2 separate regions of the Mus musculus genome follow, and region 1 is linked to region 2. A link is a contact called in public capture Hi-C data. All regions are on one chromosome and are shown on one strand. Each heading gives the region's core, a stretch centred on a gene start, on an enhancer-like site or on the middle of the called end of the contact. The rest is flanking DNA. Distances are from core to core; before and after follow the strand shown. Region 1 has its middle 35 kb from the start of Ifi204. Region 2 overlaps Aim2 (absent in melanoma 2).

What was found. Capture Hi-C pulls out chosen DNA fragments and counts their contacts.
Region 1: a capture Hi-C map of macrophages shows a contact between it and region 2, with 7 times the contacts expected there. The contact joins two enhancer-like sites. A contact is called at or near these places in 1 of 115 datasets of contacts at active chromatin or transcription factors (large pre-B cells) and 1 of 9 other capture datasets (macrophages).

Annotation. Positions count from the first base shown.
Region 1 is chr1:173,800,788-173,803,487 of GRCm38.p6, reverse strand. It overlaps the pseudogene Ifi203-ps. Among named protein-coding and RNA genes, the nearest start is that of Ifi204, 35 kb to the right of the region's middle. Within about 2 kb of position 1,352, at least 29 of the 459 cell types and tissues checked have an H3K27ac peak or open chromatin away from gene starts, as enhancers often do. A contact at or near this core is called in macrophages, where this site is marked.
Region 2 is chr1:173,429,225-173,431,924 of GRCm38.p6, reverse strand. All of the region lies in intron 2 of Aim2 (absent in melanoma 2), which reads right to left. Among named protein-coding and RNA genes, the nearest start is that of Aim2, 10 kb to the right of the region's middle. Within about 2 kb of position 1,389, at least 40 of the 459 cell types and tissues checked have an H3K27ac peak or open chromatin away from gene starts, as enhancers often do. A contact at or near this core is called in macrophages, where this site is marked.

The sequences.
Region 1 (2,700 bases), core at 103-2,602, 370 kb before region 2:
GGGTCAGTTTATATGAGTGAAGGCTACAGATTGGGAATTTGATGATGACGACGACTATTTAAGCCTCAGAATATGGTCAACTTGACCTTTCTTTCAGTCAAACTTTTTTTGAAAATGATTTTATCTTCTTTTTTTTTTCATTTTATTAGATGTTTTCTTTATTTACATTTCGGATGTTATCCCCTTTCCTGGTTTCCCCACTGAAGACTCCCTATCCCCTCCTCCCTCCATCTGCTCACCAACCAACCCACACTGGCTTCCTGGCCCTGGCATTCCCCTATACTGGCTGTGCCTACAGTCAAGCTGCTTTTGTGTCAAACAAGCTGGCAGGCATGAAACAAAAGTATTACAGCTGAGGTAGCAGGCTTCATCAAATCCAAGGAACAACAGACTCTCAGGCGCTCCCCTCTGACCACTTTCATACTGAACAAACAAAGAAGGGTGAGGTGGCTGAGTGACTCGCTTGTATCTCCTTGTGATTCATCTTCTTTCAGATGAGAGTGATTCCTAGTGACCCACTTGTAAGTCTACTAGACATAAAACATGCAGTGTTGCAATTTCTCTCTCTCCTGTGTGTGTGTGTTTGTGTGTGTGTGTGTGTGTGTGTGTGAGTGTGTGTGTGTGTGTGTGTGTGTATGCTTCTTTCTGGAAATTACATTAATAACAGGAAATAAAGTGCTCTATTTTAAGAGCTGGGGAAATGGAAAGCTATGAACAGTGCTGGGAGGAGCCCAGTTTCATCTTGTTTCCCAGGAAGACAGCACACTGTAAAACATCCAGCCCTGCTCAAGCTAGGAACTTACTTTAACCAGTTCTCTTGTTCCCCCCCCCCCGTTATTTTGTAAATACTACATTTTCTCAGCATTTAATAAGATTGCAATGCATTCTGGTGTACTTTTTTGAGTCATTTCTCTTTCTACTCAAAACAGAGAAACTGCATTTCCTGACTTGAAGATTTATAATCTGAACATTGTTGAGAAATTTCCACGGAGGTAAGTCTCTCCCCTTTTATATATAGAAGAGATAGCTCCATGAAACCCACAAGAACATAGGGGATCAGTGTGGTTCTTCCCAGTGGCTGGTGGGGTGAGCACAGATCGTTCAGCTGCCAGCAGGGCAGTGAACCTGCTGCAACAGGTTCTGATACCTCATTCAGGAAGATGACAGCATCTTTCTTTCTCCATGCTTCGAGCTTGAGGTAAGAAAACATGAGCTTTGATTAGTGCAGGTTATAAAATTAGCTTCCTAAGTATAAGTGTCAATGAATGGAAAACAAGAAGGCTTCAGTAGCCTGGGCTGGGCGGTGCAAGGGAATCTGGTGGCTGGACTGAGTAAAAGACAGTTTAGTGATATAAAAAATTACTGTGATATAATATTCAGTGAAATCATGCATTTGAATAAGGAGCTTCATCATCTGGTCTTATTTTAATATTAGACAGCATGAGAACTAGTGGACATGTGCAGTACAACGTTCCTAAGAATCACAAATACAGTTATTCAAATACTTCCTGTTTCAATATGCATATGTAACTCTTTCTTTCTCTCCCCTTCAAAAAAGGGAGTAAGAATAGTATTTAGTCACTGAGAGAAACTTTTTGTCATCATGAAAGTTATTCTTTGTGATAGGCTAAATTTTATTTATTTTTGTTTTTATTTTGTTGTCATAAAATATAGGGACTATGAAGGTCAGTTAAATACAATCATTTCTGTTGTCTATTTTGTCTACTTTTAGGATATTTTAAAGGCTTTCTGTATCCTCTGGCATAGGACTCCGTGTGTACTCAAACTTTGTAATTTAAATGTCAATTTGAGATTTGTACCTGGATTAGACCTATGTTGCTAAGTTTATCAGTTATCCTGCTCAAACTTTCCAGATTTTTCCAGATCTTTTTACCCTACTAACTCAGTAATGACTACACTGTCATATTAACTGTAAACCTGTGGGTTCTCCTTTTTATCTTTTTTAAAAAATTACAGATTTGTGTGCTCTCACAGATATTGAATGTATGTGATGTATATGTATGTGCATGGATACGTGTACTTGTGTGAAGATATATTCCATGTTTCAGTAGAGCTGTGAAATAATGACGAAGAACATGCACTATTATTAACTGAAAAATCCATAGTTAAAACTACCTTCTTCTAAGATGGGAGGGTTTATCTTTCTATGGTATTTAATAATAGTTTTGCCTTCGGTACTATTAAAGCTCCACTAATGTAGATAAATAGGATGTTCTTTAGTTTCTAGTGAATTTAATTTTAGATTTCTCTACTGTTGGGGAATCTTTTATAAACAACCTATAGGTAAATTTCTTAAATAACAATTGGCAGACCTTGTCATTGGACTGGTTAGCGCTCCCAGGGTAGAGTGGCAATCAGCAGAGTTTTGTTTTGCTTCTGCTACTGTTGTTTCACCCAGGATGTTCTTTATATTCTCTTCCGTCTGTCCCTCAACCTTGGTAATGTACTTCCTTTTAGGTGCACCTACTCAAGTTTGAAATTTTCATTATAGAAGAACTGTATTTTCTTTGATAAGTGCATTTTGCTTATATTCACCCTCTTCCCCCTTCCATAATCCCTTCCAGGGATATACTGCCTCCCCTACCCACCCAACTTGGTATTTCCTTTTATTTTTGAAACCCATCAAGGACATTTTCTGTTCAACCAACCAGGGGCCTCATATGCCTTTAATAAGAATGA
Region 2 (2,700 bases), core at 140-2,639:
AAGAACTGTAGAGCGTGTAACTACTCAAACGCAGGGAAAACTAGAGATGCCCACTCCAGAACGAAGAATCTTTTATCCCAGGAGGGAAGATCCTTCATTTTTCTTACTTTTAGATATCCGATTTATGAATATACAAATTTTTTAAGTCTCCATGGTATCACTCAGAGTTGAAGCAGAACTTTTATATAACCATCCGGCTGCCTTAAGTGGATCAGCTATTGCTAGCTCACGCTTAAGACCTTTCATATCCAATAACAATAACTCAAATCTCTTAAGCTCATCAGCACAGATATCTTAGTGCTTCCAAAACAGCATTTCCTTCCATTCAATCTTAATCTCATCAAAAAAATATATTAAGAGACATACAACTTGCAGATATATGCAGGCCTCTTTGAAATTTTTAAATTAATTTACATACTGACCAGCATTTCCCCTCCCTCCTCTCCTCCTAGTCCCTCTCCCTCCTTTGCCCTCTTTCCATCCCCTATTTACACCTCCTCTGCCTCAATGGAGATAAACCAACCATAGCATATCAAGTTACAGTAAGAGCAAGCACCCCCTTCTGTTAAGGATAGACAAGGTAATCCAGTAAGGGGAAAATGTCCAAAAGGCAGGCAACAGAGACAACCTTGCCTCCACTGTTAGGAGCCCAACAAGAAGACCAAGTTTCACTACTGGAACATGTATGCCAAGGGAGTGGGTCAGTACCATACAGGGTCCCTGGTTGGTGGCTCAGTCTCTGTGAGTCTCTATGGGCTCAGGTTAGTTGATTCTGTGGGTTTTCTTGTGGTGTCATTAACCTCTCTGACCCCTACAATCCTTCCTCCTCGTCTTCCAGGAAATTTCTCAAGCTCTACCTAATGTTTGGCTGTGGGTCGCTATAGACACACTTTTAAACCATCTACCAGGCACAGTACTGGCCCCGGAAAAAAAGATCAGAGAGTTTAACATCTATAATTGTGTATGCCCAATTCAGTTCCCACCACCTTACAGGTCATAAATAAAAAATTTATTAAAATGCAGATAAAAATGTTTCTTAGTCACACTAGCCACAGCTCAAATGTGCTTGATGCTCATATGTTCTCAGATGATACTGCACCTGGACAGTGTGCATAAAAAAATCAGCCTAATTTAATAGACAAAAAGAAGGCAGTGTCCATGTTAGGGAGTATCCTGCTATTATAGCAAAATGCCGGATGTAATCAAACTCCAAAGAAGAAATTGTATTTGTCCTCACGGCTTTGGCTGTTTCAGAGTTTCAGATCAGGACAAACTGGCCCCATTGCTCTGAGATGGTGGTGGCACAGTCTGCCATTGTGGGAACATATGAAGAAAGCAGTCATTTTCCTCATGTTTGTAGAAAGTGAAAGAAAGGAATGGAAAGAGGAACCATATGCCTAATGTCCGCCTTGGGGAAATACCCCCTTGACCCTACTCCCACTTGGCCCCATCTCTTAAAGACTCTACAACCTAGAAGAGAGCTACAGGCCTCTGGCCTTGGGCCTTTGTAACAGAGTGGAGATGCTGTGATAGAGAAACACAGAATGCTACGAGGGAAACCTCTAGCTTGGACCTGACAACAGACCTAGAGATACAGAAGTTCTTGATGATACGGACACATTCTCATCATCAGACACTGTGCAAGTGGTTTCAAGACACAGGTACAGAATTCTAGAACCTGACCTTAAGACCTTCAAAGCACAGTCACAATCAGGTCCTCCAGAAGGGGGAGCTAAGGAACAGAGCAGGGCTTTCAGGACACAGATTGCTTAAAGGGGTAATGTTGACAAGTACAAACCAAACGAGAATTAGGCATGAGTTCTACTTACACCAACATACTTGGTAGAGACTATTCAAGCATGACTTTTGCCTACTGCCAACCAGCTCTCTGTTTCTTCTTCATCAGGCTACATAAATTCCTTTGTTGCCAGCTGGATGGGGAGGCAGACCTAAGTACATCTCCTGTCATCTTTTCATTACAGTTCTAATAACGTATATTTAAAAGGCGTGTCATGACATCTTCTACGTGTATCAGGGAGCGAGCCCTTACTCACTACCAGTAGTCTAAGCTGAGACTTAATTGTTGGATCAGCATCTGAGCTGTGATTAAGTAACACAGGCCATGAGTCATGTGTTAGGTAGAACAGCTGTAATATAAAACACGAACTACAGTTACAGTGAGTGATATGGAGGTAACAGGTTACAAGATTCACCTGCCCTACTTTACTCCAAGTCCAGACCCAGTAGAGTTTGAGAGATGCCGACATACAATGGCATAAGCTGCAGATATCAGTGGCATTTCCAGTCACTCTGTGGAAGGTTTCAAACAGGAAGATCAGTGAGGTCTTGATGTTCTAACCCAAGGATAAGAGGCATAGTGGGCGAGTTGCTAATAATGTCCTCAACTGTAAATCCAACAGTAGTAGAAACAGCAATGAAGGTAGCTGAGGCTAGAACACATTGAGATGGTATCATTAAAAACTGCAGGGCAGCGAGAAGGGAGTGAGTGATGAGAAGTAAGGGATCTGTATGCTAGCAAATCAGAAGGGAGTCTATTTGAGGGGGGTGAAATGGGGCAGCAAGGGAGTGATAGAAAATGTTATAATGAAGCCCAGTGCTCTGTATGCTAACTAAAATGATAATTAAAAAGAAAAGGAAATAGCAACTGCAGATATGGATGAGGCCTAAGAAAACACAGGT